Regions from separate parts of the Mus musculus genome. Here region 1 is linked to region 2. The links are chromatin contacts, called in public promoter capture Hi-C maps. All regions are on one chromosome and are shown on one strand. The core of a region is the stretch at or near the end of the contact, and the rest is flanking DNA. Distances in the headings are between cores, read along the strand shown.

Region 1 (7,538 bases), core at 1,613-4,112, 550 kb after region 2:
CCTTTTAAAAGTATTTATTTATGTATTTATTTTGGTGCATGTGTCTGTGTGTATATAACTACGTGCTCGTGTGGGCAGCTAACGAAAGAAGCCTGAGGCGTGCATAGGACCCTTTGAAGTGGGACTTACCGTCACTTGTGAGCCGTCCAACATGGGCTCAGGAAACAGAATTCTGATTCTCTGTGAGAGCAGCAACTGCTCTTTTAACCACCAAGGCATCTCTCGGTCCCTTCGTGTTCCTTCTCCAGCTTTGAGTTTCTAATGCTAGACTCTTATCAAGTTTTACAATGGCATAAACACCTGAAATTTCTGTGGTGGTAAAACTTGGCAGGGTACAGAAGCCATTTACAGGGGATAATAACTCTCTGCACTTTGTAATTAAAAAAAAAGACTTATATTTCAAGGCATTTTAATTTACTGATAGCTTCTCTACTCGTTGGTAGGAAGTACTTAACCAATAGTCCATTGATACTTAGAGCATTTTCTATGTAGACCAACTTCAATTCTCAGAGGCCTACTTTGCTCCATAGGGAAATCCTTGGCAATGTCTGGAGCCATGTGAGTTTATTGTCACTGGCGTGGGGGGGTGGGGGGGTTGGAGCACCCAGTGGGTACAGGAATGCTGGTAAAAGTCCTGTAACGTACACAACAGTCTCCTGTCACAAAAACCATCTGGCCAAGGGCTAGGGCTACAGTGTGCTGTGTACAGTACTTGCCTGCCAGGAATAAAGCTCAGGGTTTGGTCCCCAATACCATATAAGGGGGTTGGTGGCGCTCGCCTACAATTCTAGCTCCTGGGAAGTGGGTGCAGACAGATTAGAAGTTCACAGTCACTCTGAGCTTCATAGTGAGTTGCAGGTTGAACAGACCCCATCACAAAAATAAAATCTATTTGGTCAAAACTGTCAGCAGTGCTATAAACACACATGATATTTGTCTCCAAGGGAAACCTGACAGTATCAAACCAAACCTCCATCATCAAAGCTAAGAATATAGTCCCCACAAGAATATACCACACCTGATTTACAACAGTCACCTAGGAACAAACACCCTTTCCAGCAGAGTTGGGTATTTGACGTCCTGACCGAGAACTGTAAGCACATTGCTCATTTGTTAATATGAATACTAAAAATAGACCCAGGGATCCTTATCTGTCCATACACAAGGCTGCATTACTCAGTGCAGCTGAAATACTACACAGTCCGTAGCAAACAGCAGGTGTGCTACATATGCCTGAAATTCCAGCACTCAGGAAGCCGATCCAGACTCTGATGACAGCCTGAGCTGCACAGTGAGAACCTGTCTCCAACCAACTAACAGAAAACTGCCTCTGACATTCAGGAAAGACTTTCCAACAGTACTAACTTTTTTTCCTACCACCTAATTTCCTAATTAGCCATTGCTAAGAAAGCTAGATTTCCTCCCTTTAAAACCTGAAAAAGAAAGGAAGATGGAAGGAAGGAAAGAAGGAAGAAGGAAGGAAAAAGGAAAGCAGAGATACCTGTAGCTTTCCATCTTTCCAGAACTGAAACCTTCTTCCAATCCTCTGCAGAGGGGTCCCTGTCTACTAACAGATAATTTACTCTGATCTTTAAAACAAAACAAAACAAAACAAAACTGTCTACCCCTCCTCTTCCTTTCCAGAAGACAAACCCGCCTTTCAGAACAGCTCTAAATAGGGGCAGCAGGCCAGAGGAAGAAATCATATTGCTCCCCCACCACCACTCACCAAATTCAGGTCACAGCCCCACCCACCCTCCTTCTCAAGTCAACGCACCAGTGCTCTCTCTGAACACTACCTCCTACCTACCAGTTTGCCTCTAGCTCCATTATTTGTAACAAAGCAGTTCTCTTCTGCAGCGAAAAGGAAAGATAAAGAGTACACACCAAGCTGACACTTGTTTTTTTTTGCAGAGCCAAGCTCGGATCCTCCACTGGAGGATCCTCCACAGTTGCACGGGGAAAGGGGTTGCATTTTTTTATTCTGCACTGAAAGAACTAAGACTGGGAGCAGCTATGCGCATGAGATGGACTTCTTCTCACTCTTGAGGTGTGATGGCGCTCATCTTTAACCTTGGTAGACAGAAGCAGGAAGATCTCTTTGAGTTCGAAGCCACATGAAAGAGAGAAGGAATGAAGGAGGGAGGGAGGAAGGCAGAAAAAAAAAAGAAAAGAAAAAGTAATAACCCAAGAAAAAGCAAAAACTAAAGAACTAACATGTCTAAGAAGAATTACCCGTTTTTGTAACAGACCTGCAGCCCAAGGCAAGAGGAAGAGCGGCGACTGCTTGGACCCCAAACTGGCCAGTCTGTTTGCAATCACCCTAAAGTAGTCATTCTCTGCCCCAGCGTCGGCTTCTCGGTCGGCGCTCTAACAGGGAGTCACAAACGTCTCTACACTGGCCTGTGGCCTTACGAAGTTTAAGTCTTTGGCGCCCAAGACACCGTTCGTCTCTACTTTTCATGCCTGCAACCAACCCTGATTTCTAAGCCCTCACTCATTGCACCAGTCCGGGAAAGAGTGGTCAGAAAGTGACTTCTAGATGCCACGTGTGTATCCGCGTCCCACCGAAGGACCGGAAGGAGAGTGCTAAGAGGACTCCTGCTCCATCCTAGCCGGGTTCCCGAACCAAGCGCCCTCTCCCTGCTCCAGCACCACTGCCTCCTTGGTGCAGCCCGTCCCGCCCGTTAGATCCGGTTCGGTGCTGTCCAACTCTGCCGGGCAACCCCACCGCTGGCCCAGCCTAGGTTACCTGGAGCCTGTGCCTGCAGGGCGCACGAAACAGTGCTGGATCGGCTCGCCAAGCGGATACTGGCGCGCTCAGCCTTCTGCGCTCCAGACCTCCGAGCCAGCGCCACGCCCTAGGACCCACCCTCGAGACCACGCCCCCAGGCCCACCCTTAAGACCACGCCCCCGGTTCCACTTCGCCCACCTGCGGCCACCGCTCGAGGTGAGGGCGCCCTCTGGGAGTTGCAGTTGTCCGGGAAGAAAACTAGAATCCAAACTTCCTCTTGCTTCCTAAGAATTCTTGGTTCTCTGGGCCAAGGACAAGCTACCTGGATGGGATCTTTTAAGAACTTTTATGTCTTCTTCCTCTGAAGCAGGAAATGTGCCAACTGTTGTCCTGTCTGATCTTAAAAATAAGTAAAAAGTTAAAATGCCCAACGTGTTTATACTGCATCAACTTTAGAGTCGCCCATGCCTTATCATTTTCTAGATAAACCTTGTATCTCATTTTGTGTTACCAGAATGTCAGAATTTATTGAATAACCAATATATTCACAAGCAATGTCAGTTTTTTGGTTGCAGCTTGCCAAGTAATCCTGATTTTACTTGAAAGCTGGTTCCTCTTTCGCACTTTAATTCGTAGTACTAACTCACTTTACACGTTATGCTTTACATAGTAAACAATACACAAATATACAGATTAGAGAAACTACAAGTTTGCAAGCATGTGGGTCTCAGGTGAGCATGCTTAGTGCCCCTCAAGGATAGAAGACATTATCCGTGGGAGTGTAGAAAGCAAGGCTGAGCTGTCTTGGAAGCACCAATCTGTGAAATTCACCCTCTTGGGCTGTAGATCTGAAGAGGTTGCCCCAAGGACTGCCCGCAACAGAACAGAACAGGAGATAGTGGTGTCTACTGAGTGGAACAATAACACCCCAGTTCATGCCAACTCCAGCCCCATGTGTCCTTTCTGCTAAGCTTGGCCCCTTCCTCTCTTCTATTCTAGGGGTTGACTCTTGGAAGATTGCTTTGTTTGCCTTGTCCCTGTTCCCTGCCCCTCCCCCTTTCCCTGGAGTCTTCCAGGGGAAAGCAACATCAGCTCTGGCCACCTGCAGAAACAATGAACTGGGAGTTAATGATTCCTTCCTTCAACCTCGACCCTTTCCTTAAGAGATTTCCCCTCCAGTGACAGTTTTCGCTCTCTTGCTCTAATTTTATGCAGAAAAGTAATGTTATAATGCATTCTAAGTTTAATTCCATTATTATTTTATGTGCATGGATGTGTTGTGTGTCTGTATGTTCATCACATGCATACAGTGCCCTCTGAGGCCATTGGTCCTCTCAAACTGGAGTTACAGATGGCTGTGAGTCTCCCTGCGGGTGGTAGAAATTGAACTGGGATCATCTAGAAGACCAGCCACACTTCCAGCTCCTTTTATAGTGGATTATGTGTTAGGTCTAGAACAGAGAAAGGACATGAGCCCTTTCCCACATGAGGTTTATGATTTATTTTGTCATGCACACGGAATGTCAGGATGTGACATCTGAACGTCAGCCTGTCATTTGTTTTCATGAGAAAGAGCTGTCTCCCCCATCCTTTCTGGACTAATCTGCCCTGCAGAGGTTTATCCTATGTAGTTTAAGTGTGTTTTGAGCTGTCAATATCTATAAGAATCACACACACACACACACACACACACACACACACCTCTTCCTTTTCCGTTGTGTTGTTTTCTGTTTGTTTGGTTTCAGTTGGGTACTGTAATGGAAACCAGGGACTTAGGCATGTTAAGCAAATGCTTTGATTATTTGAGCTACACCACTGAGTCAGCCTCTGACCTTCTAACTTTAATGTGCATTGTCAGCTTTTAGAATAAGTCTAAGGCTGGAGAGTACTTGTTCCTCTTGCAGAGGATTTGGGGTTGGTTTCTAGCACCCACATGGCAGCTCATAATCACCTGAAACTCCAGTTTCAGAGGATCTAGTACCCTCTTCTAGCTTCCACGTATACCAGACACACACAGTGCATACAGCTCACAGAAGCTGGGACCCTGGAGCACACGGCACAGCCTGTAGGCAGCTCAACAGGATGGAGAGTGTCCTTCTATGTACCTAGGTTGGTTTAAACCTCCTCCAGGCAGCTGGTCCGAGACTCAAGGGTCTTGGCAGCTCGGCTTCCTTTGAGAAGAGCATTCAGCTTCTATTGCTGAGTATGGCAAGGAGAGACACCTAGTGAATTTGCTCAGTCTGAGGGACTTCCTGCAGAAATTTTGAGTTGTTTACTTTCCAGTTTAAGGAGCTTCCCTGCAGGATGGAATGCTTCAATCTCAGAGGAAAGTAACTATTGCACAACACCTTGGTGAGCAGTGGGTCAGTGCTCTTAACCGATGAACCATTTCCTGGCCCCCCGTAAAACCTTTTATAAATATCATCAGAGAACTGTAGTATATATAATACACTCGTCAGTGAGCTATGTCAGAGACACAGACGTGTTTGCCTTTTTTTTTCCCATGTCATCGTGTATTAGAAGGATATAAATTCAACTCCCGAAGTCCACTTCATTGGCTTTAATTCTCTATTTATTCCTGATTTTGCTTGGTATCCGCCAACCATCGGCAATCATAACTTCTTTTGCGCCAAACTTAATTACTAATATTACTGAAGTCATGGGTGGGGAGATGCGTCTCTTCTTGCACTCCATCTCTAACTTCTGCTCCGGAAGAATTCACAGCAGGATGCAAGCAGGGCAAGCCAGGAATTGAGGCTTATTTCAGCAGGCAAGAAAACAAGAGCATCCTCCAGTGCGAAGGGCAGATCTAGCGGAGAGCGGTAGCTCAGGGCTGCCTGGCATCTGGACCTGTGACTCCTAGTCGACCATTTCTCTTCCTCTTGCCCATGCGTGAGGCAGCTTGCAGTGCTTTCCATTCGGAAGGAAGTAAAAAGCCTTCTTAGAAACTGCCCTTATCTATAATTCAGTCTGTTTTAATTATATGCCTCAGATGCAAGAATGTGTTGAGAAATATTAGCAGAAAGAGTAGCAGTGCCTTGCAGACTACTTCTTGAGGCTGGGGGTTGGGGGTAGGGCTCCCTGCTGGCCACCACAAGAACCTACAGAAAAAACCAACTTCATTTCCGCATCCCCAAGCCCCTAACCCCACCCCAAGAGCTCAGTCCTTCCTCTTTTCAGTCAGCTTGACTAGCTCATAGCCAGCTGCAACCCCTCATAGTTACCTTCCTAAGCGTCCCTCAGCTTTGCCATGTAACATTCACTTTTAAACCTAACCTTTGTTTTACAGTTTAATCTTACACGTCCGCGCATGACGCATCGCAAAGTTGTGTATGGCGAAGCCTGAATCAGACAGGCAGTGTTGACTAAGCCTGAATCAGACAAGCTGTGTTTGAAGGCAAAGGCAAAGAGCGGATAGATACGCGTGGACATTTTTTTGCAGAGGAGCATTTAAGTTTTGCAAGGCAGGACACAGGCGCATGGTTGTCAAATGCCTGCAGATCTGCCGGCAGAAGCTTTTGTGTGCCACCCTGGGTTGGTCACACAGGAGAAACCAGGCTTTAACTAGAGACCACCAATGAACAGAGTTCCTTTGCTGTGGCGGTTTTCCTAGATAAAGCTCACAAGTGACCAGGTGATGTCAGCGTGCTTGCTATATCTCCGTCTTAAGGCCCACCCTTTACCATCTCAGGTGAGGGATACATCTGATGTGATTGAGACGCTTGTCTGTCTGAAGTTTCTGATATGAATCGACATATTCTCATGTGTAATTATTTATCAGCACAGATAAATTATTTAACAGATTTCGGCTCCTGGTGCACTGGCAGATGGCAGCTGGGTGCTTGTATAAACAAGATGTAGTCATTCTACCTTGGCATTTATGATCACAATGGAATGACTTAGGTCAAAATTGTTCTGTGTAAAATAAAGTAACTCAAGTCTTGGCACTCTCTGACAGCCCTACTCTGGAGCATTCTGTTGTTTCCCCAGTGTGCTTTCCTCTAGAGCAACGTGAACCTGATCCATCACTGCCCTCCTGGAAGGTGGTGAAGATTTAAAAAATCACCTCTTGCAGAGATTAACTGGTCCTCAAGGGACTTAGGTAAGACCAATAGGTAACCTCTTTGCTTACGGATGAGGCCTCACGCAGACCTTACATTCCCATTCTTATCTCACAAATGATGAGTTCATTCCTATACCCCTACTCACTAAACTAGTCAAACTGCGATAGTCTGAGCTCTCTTCCAACCCTTTGGATGAATCATCCACCCTCAGGCTAAGGAAGTATTGAAATGCAGGATAAAGCCTGTAAGAGCCCCTAACAGAGCCTCTTCCAGCTCCCCAGGAAGAAAACCTCTTCTTAGTCTCCCGTCCAGTCTTACCAACGGCTAAAGCCAGTCCTTGGGACAGTGTCCTTTCTAGCTTTGTTTATGGCTCCTAGATCAAAGAGACAGAGAACAAAGAAAGGAGAAAGAGTTCTTAAGAGTATGTGTTTGTGACTGGGCTTCTCTGTGTAGACCTAGTTGTCCTCAAACTCGATTTGTAGACCAGACTGGACTTTGAACTCAAGAGAGAGATCTGGTCGGTTCTGCTTCCCAAATTTAGGATTAGAGGTATGAGCTACCACCTCTGGATTAAGAGTTTTTAGCTTTTTCTTAAACATTCTTTTCTACCCAGTCTTACCAAACACTCCAGAAATTACAGTTGAAGTATGCCCCACAACCCCATTACACAAGCAAGCAGCTCCCTCACCTTATCTAACTGCCTGCATTCTCTGATCTGTCTTCCTTTGTTTCCACCCTC
Region 2 (7,237 bases), core at 1,264-3,763:
TAATGACTGGTTACTGACGGTTGGGCTTCTGCTATGGTGGTAACAGGAAGTGGTAAGGACTGTGATGGGCAGAAAAGCTCCTGTCTCTTCTGAGAAGCTCAGCCATGTCCTGCCATTGCCATGTAGAAACAGAGCCCACAGGGGTCCATTGATCCAGTTTTCTGACAGAAAATGACAATCTGGATTTTTACGTGAACTCTTTAGTTTAAAACTAACACTTGCATTTTTTCATGTTAATAAAAATACTACATTTAAGCTCTGTAATTCTCACCAATTTTCAATTTCTTGTCAAGAAGAACCAGTATTCCTTAAGATAACATCTTAGGAAATATTATCATTGTAGTTAAGAAATGATCTCTACAACTTTACAATTTTGTAGCTATGAGGAGGAACTTGGAATAAAGGAATAGTTGAGCAGGCAAGGTATTTATCCTCTGGGCAGATGCAAATCAGATACATATTTTCCTTCTCTTAATGTGGGATAGACTTTTTTTTTTTTTTTAAGGCACGGTTCTGTTTAATACCTTCTCTCTGCTACACACAAATGCTACTATAGAATTCACCATTCCCGCTCTTGGTCATTTATTCATTGCAGTTCTGTGCTTTGGCCAGTAGGTGGCAGCAAGTATTAGCCAGAAGAAGTAGCCAGTTTACACCTTTAGAAATATAAATTTTCTTTAATCTCTGTAAACAAAAACAGTGAAGGAGGGGAGAGATCAGAGGTGCTCTGAAGGCGCTTAGGCAATAGTACCAAAAAAGAAGCTTCATAGGAAGAACTAGTCTTCTCATATCTTGCAGAATATGTGAGTGACTATTTTTTCACAACTTAAACTTTTTTTTTTTTTTTTTTTTTGAGGCAAGGTCTCGTTATTTATCTTAAATAGCCCTCAAACTTGTGATTCTTCTGTCCCAGCTTCTCAAGCGCTATTACCATATGTTCTGTAAAAAAACAAAACAAAATAAACAGACAAAAACAAAACAAAAGAAAAAAACCTAGGATCGAAGAGACATCTCAACCAGTAGTAATACATGCTTAAGGAGATCAAGTGATGATTAGCATATTGGACCTTTTGCATACATGTATCAAATTATCACACTGACCCTACAAATATATATAATGATAGGTCAATAAAGTATTTATAACGGTGAAAAGACTTAAGAATTGAAAGAGACTTATACTGACTTCCCATGTTACTTCATTTAGTCTTTTATAATTAATTAATTAATATCTCAAATGTTGCTTCACCCCCTCAGAGAGTCTCTTCCCCCTTCCCTCCCCTTCTCCTCTGAGAGGGTAGGCCTTCCCCCTGGGTATCATCTCTCTAAATGCCATCCCTCCACCCCAGCGCATCAAGTCTCTGCAGGGTTAGGTGAATTCTCTCCCACTGTGGCCAGACAAGGCAGCCCTATGTGCTGGGGCCTCACTCCAGCCCATATAAGCTCTTTGGCTAGTGGCTCAGTCTCTGAGAGCTGCCAAGGGTCCAGGTTAGTTGAGTCTGTTGGTTTTCCTGTGGAGTCCCTGTTCCCTTCACCATCTTCAATCCTTCCCCCAGCTTCCATAAGAGTCCCTGACCTTCATCCAAAGCTTGGCTGCGGGTATTTGCATCTGTTTCAGTCAGATGCTGGGTAGAGCCTTTCAGAAGATAGTTGTGCTAGATTCCTGTCTGCAAGCACAACAGACAGAGTATCGTTAATAGTGCCAGGGATTGGTGCTTGCCCACGGGATGGGTCTCAAGTTGGCTACTCCTTCAGTCTCTGCTCCATCTTTGTCCTTGTATTGCTTTTAGAACAGACAAATTTTGGGTTTAAAGTTTTGTGAGTGGGTTGGCATCCTTGTCCCTCCACTGGGGATCCTGCCTGGCTACAGGAGGTTTCTTAGAAAATTGGAAATAGTTCTACCTAAATACCCAACTATACCACTCCTGGGCATATACCCAAAACATAGTCCACCATAACCTGAGGACAATCTGCCCCTCTATGTTCATAGCAGCTTTATTCGTAATAGCCAGAAACTGGAAAGAACCTAGATATCCCTCAACTGAACAATGGATAAAGAAAATGTAGCACATTTACACAATGGAATACTATGCAGCTATTCATCATGAATTTTGCAGGCAAATGAATGGAACTAGAAAATGTCATCCTGAGTGAGGTAACCCAGACTCAGAAGAGCATGTACTGTGTGTATTCACTGATAAGTGGATATTAGCCATAAAGTACAGTATACCCATGATACTCCCCCATGGACCTAAAGGAGGAAGGCCCAAGTGAGGATGCTTGAGTCTCGCTTAGAAGGGGGAATAAAATAGTCATAGGAGGCAGAGGAAGGAAGGGAACTAGGTGGGAGAGGGGATGGGGAGAACAATGGGGACATCAGGATCAGGGCAGGGAGAGGCAGGAGGAAGGGCTGGAGGCCCCAGGGAGAGGCAGGAGGAAGGGCTGGGGGCCCCAGGGAGAGGCAGGAGGAAGGGCTGGAGGCCCCAGGGAGAGGCAGGAGGAAGGGCTGGAGGCCCCAGAGAATGAGGGGAAATCTGCAGCTGCTGTGCTGGGTGGGGACTGGCGGGGCGGGGCGGGGCTGGTGGGGCGGGGCGGGGCTGGTGGGGCGGGACGGGGCGGGGCGGGGCGGGGCGGGGCTGGTGGGGCTGGAGAGAAGGGGTTCTCTAGAAAGTGACACCAGAAGAAGCCACCTCCTGTAGCCAAGTCACTTCTTGCACTGGTTTCTCCTTTAGAAAAGATTGGCAGGAAGGGCTGACTGTGTGAAACAAAAAAAAAGCAAAGATTTTAATTTATTCCATGATAATTCAGTGTGCCAAACAAGGATTCTTTATTTTACTCTTAATTCTGAAGGCTGTTCCTTAATAAAAACTATAGATATTTATTGCCCCTTTAGGTAAAGATATAGCTTATTAAGACACGAAGAAATGGACGTGAAATATTTACTTTCTTTTCTGGATGACTCCCACACTCACTTAAGTCTACCCCACTTAAGATTCATTGCTACTGAGGCTCCTCCTCTTCCCTTCCCCTCCTCCCCCTCCTTCCCCTCCTCCCCCTCCTCCCACCTCTTTGTAACTAGGAGTGTACCCAAAGCACCCTTACACTTGCTAAACAAATGTATTTACCGCTTTTGAGGCACTTCTGCTGACCCCAACCTGTACCCCATTTCTGTTTTTATTTTAAGACAGAATCTCATGAGCTAGTGTAGGCCTTAAATTTATGATTCTCCTGCCTCAGCCTTCTAAATAGCAGGTTCATAGACCTGTACTACCAGGCTCTGCTGACTGCTGAAGAAGAAAAGAATGGAATGGATTTGAGTAAAAGTTATTAGTGAAAACTCCTGGATACTGTTAAGCAAAACTTGAAGATTATAAACATAAAAGGTTTTTTGAGAGTCTTTGTTATGTCATGAATGATTATGGACTAAGTGTTTTTTTTTTAATTAGGTATTTTCCTCGTTTACATTTTCAATGCTATCCCAAAGGTCCCCCATACCCACCCCCCCAATCCCCTACCCACCCACTCCCCCTTTTTGGCCCTGGCGTTCCCCTGTACTGGGGCATATAAAGTTTGCAAGTCCAATGGGCCTCTCTTTGCAGTGATGGCCGACTAGGCCATCTTTTGATACATATGCAGCTAAAGACAAGAGCTCCCGGGTACTGGTTAGTTCATATTGTTGTTCCACCTATAGGGTTGCAGTTTCCTTTAGCTCCTTGGGTAATTTCTCTAGCTCCTCCATTAGGGGCCGTGTGACCCATCCAATAGCTGACTGTGATCATCCACTTCTGTGTTTGCTAGGCCCCAGCATAGTCTCACAAGAGAGAGCTATATCTGGGTCCTTTCAGCGAAATCTTGCTAGTGTATGCAATGGTGTCAGCATTTGGAAGCTGATTATGGGATGGATCCCTGCATATGGCAATCACTAGATGGTCCAACATTCGTCACAGCTCCAAATGACTAAGTGTTTTTAAGGAGAAAAGGATGCCATGTCTAGTACAATGTATTAGAGTGGATTTGGTCTATTGCACAATTATTTCTGCACTTTGTGCTTTAAAGTCAAAGCCTTAATAGATATAAATATAGCATAGCCAGCTCTTGCTAATTTATAAAGTAAGAAACATGGCACAGGGTCAACCAGGCTACAGATTAAGTACAAGGCAGTGCTGAGAAGAGAAATCACAATGAAATTCAGTCATTAGCAAACCAGCACACATGCATGTGTGTACCTGGACAGAGGCATTGCAATGAATCCTCGTCATTGGTGCAGTCGACCTGTGTTTATAGCTGTGGGGAAAAGGAAGCGGGAATCGCCAGACCACAGTCCCTTTAGATCCCAGCAAAAGTTACATCACGGTTGTTTGGTTTTACTAAGAAAACTAAAGGAACCTAAAAATAAGTGTTAGAGGGTCATTGGAATGATGCCATGATACTTTAGAAAAGATTGAAGGTCAACTTCATTGTGGGTTGCATCCTAGAATTATGGGATCTCAGAGGCTGGAGGAGTACAGTGTGGTGGTGGTGTTTGTTTTAGGTAGCCTACCCACCATGCTTTTGTATTTGTTTGGAAGGGGCTCAACCTTCCTAATGCTGTGACCCTTTAATACAGTGGTGGTGGCCCTCAACCATAAAACTGTTCCAAGGCTACTTCATCACTGTAATTCTGCTGCTGTTATAAATCATAATGTAAATATCTGACATGTGATCCCCAAAGGGGTCATGACCTACAGGTAGACGTGCACTCTCTATGAGGACCAGCCTGGCCTTGAACTCCCAGAAATGTGCTGCCTCTGCTTCCTCAGTGCTGGGATTAGAGGCTTGCACCACTACACCTGGCTCCCACCTCGCTTCTGTATGGGAACCCCTTTCTTTTTATCTTCCCACGTTTACCTGGTCTCCAGTTGACTGTCTCCACAGTCCAGAGCTTTTAGCATTTTGTGTAAAGGTTTTCCTTTTGAACTGATCTCATTATGAGTTTCTTCCCAGCAGAGATCTGAAGTTGGTCTTTTTTGGTAACACCTGCTCACTGGCTTCTCTGGAGAGTTGATTTATGACATTTTTATGCTGGATCATAGACAGCTTCATGGGACTCATGAAAGTTACAGACGTTCATCCCAGAGAAGTGCACCGTGTCCCCCAGCTCCCTGGTGACATTTAAGTCAAGTCACCTTGCTCTAAGAAAATGGGGGCTCCCATGTGGCAGTTCCTACAGTATTTGAAACGGTGACATGGTCTTTCCCAAACACCCCCAGAGCTTTTCCAGTTACTTCTTGCCAGCCTTTCTTTGTCTCTTCATCCACTTAAAATGGGGGCACACTAAGCTCCTGCCTCATGCCAGCTGTGGGACACAGGACCAAGACACCATTCCTGAGTCTCAGAATCAGTCTGCAAGGGTGAGTCATGCCAGGGAAATGGCACTCCAACTGAATGTGGGTCTTAGGGGTGGATTCAAACCCCAGCCCTGCTACTGCTAACCACCCTAGCAGCCTGCTGTGGTCATGTGTGCCTCCTGAGGCACTGGAAGCTTGGCATTCAACGCTAGCCTGGGCTACATAACAAAGATTCTGTCTCAAGAACCAAAACCCACAACACACACACACACACACACACACACACACACACACACACACACCAGCCCAAAAGAAGAAAACATGGCATTGTAGTATTATTATTGCCATTTCTCAGATAAGGAATATAGACTTAATTATGTGTGCTTTGATAAGCCAATTGTTTAAGAGGGATAGTAGTGCATATGTTTTGATGTTTCCCAACCAATTATACTTAAAGACAAATCATTCTATATTAGAAGGTGATGAATAAATGGAACATGGGATGAGGACATCAGAGAGATCTGATAGGAGATTTGAAGATAAACAGTTGAAAATGGGGGGGCCCGGAGAGATGGCTCAGTGGTTAAGAGCACTGACTGCTCTTCCAGAGGTCCTGAGTTCTATTCCCCAAATCCACAGGTTCACAACCATCTGTAATGGAATCTGGTGCCCTCTTCTGGTGTCTGAAGACAGCTATAGTGTACTCACGTACAAAAAATAAAATAAAATAAAATAAATTAATTAAAAATAAAATTAGAGTGAGAATGTCGGGAGCTGAGGTAAGGCAACAGGGATGAGAGCCGTCGGTTCCATTCTAGGTCTACATTATAGGACCTGGTGGTCAGTTAACAGTGAGAGGGGAAAGTTAAGAAAGATGCACAAATCTGTCCCTTGGAAATTTGTCAGGTAGCGACTTCCTTGACTTCATTCGTAATTACAACAGGAAGATTATATGACGCAATATTAGGTGCAAGGTGCCTTTCTGCTACCGTGAGATTTGGAAATCTGGTCTGGAACACAGGAAGCAGCTTCCACTGCCAAGCACGGGCCTGAGCATCCTTAGGTCGTGAGAACGGGTGAGATCATCCGTGAGGGTAAGGATGGCATGGAGCAAATGAAGGACAACCAACCAAGGAGGGAGCACGGGGAACAGGGACTTCGGGTGAGAGGGAGCATCTACGAAGGACCAGACGAAGGCAAGTGGCTCTGCCTCTGATGTGAGGGAATCCTGAGTGAAGGAAGACTTCAGTATTTATTTTAAGTTACGCTCGGCTAAGGACAGAGCTCGGTGGGTAAAGCTCGTGCAGTGCAGACTGAGCTCAGGTGTAAGACTGCAGGGCAGCTACGGCTGGGCAGGAAGGCTCATCTCAAACAGGGTGGGAGGTGGAGACTGACGCACAAACTTGTCCTTCGCTCCTGTGCCATGGGGCACTTGAGCCCGCAGTCATGCACATATGGGCACGCGCACGCTCACATGCTCGCATGCAGGGCGGGTTTTAAGTTACTGCTTAGAAACAAAACCCTGGATGTCTAGTTGAGTGCTAGCCACTCTGTTCAGTGTTTACCTCCGTTTCCCATGGATTGAGCGCCATCCTCTCCATCCATCCTTGGCCAACTCTGTAGTAAGCCAAGCTCCTACCCATGCTGAGTGATGTTGCTGTGCTCTTTGTGTTGCTGTGTTGTCCAAATCAGTGGATCTTAACCTTCCTAACGCTGCGACCCTTTAATACAGTTCCTCAGGTTGTGGTGACCCCCCACCATAACTGTAATTTTGCCACTGTTATACATTGTCATGTAAATATCTGATATGCAGGATAGCTGATACGCAACCCCCCCCCCCCAAGGGTCGAGACCCACAGATTGAGAGCCACTGGTCTAGGTGTTTAGCCCTAGGCCACTGTTACCCCATTTAA

Evidence for each region. Promoter capture Hi-C pulls out the DNA fragments that hold promoters and counts their contacts.
Region 1: a promoter capture Hi-C map of pre-B cells shows a contact between it and region 2, with 4 times the contacts expected there. A contact is called at or near these places in 2 of 39 promoter capture datasets (embryonic stem cells and pre-B cells), 19 of 484 Hi-C or Micro-C datasets (the AML12 cell line, the Ba/F3 cell line, the C2C12 cell line and 11 more) and 1 of 130 datasets of targeted methods (embryonic stem cells).

The regions. Positions count from the first base shown.
Region 1 is chr19:17,353,805-17,361,342 of GRCm38.p6, forward strand. It overlaps Gcnt1 (glucosaminyl (N-acetyl) transferase 1, core 2), which reads right to left and starts at 2,863. Exons shown (of 3, transcript NM_173442.5): 1 at 2,753-2,863.
Region 2 is chr19:16,802,273-16,809,509 of GRCm38.p6, forward strand. No RefSeq gene overlaps it. Among named protein-coding and RNA genes, the nearest start is that of Vps13a, 25 kb to the left of the region's middle.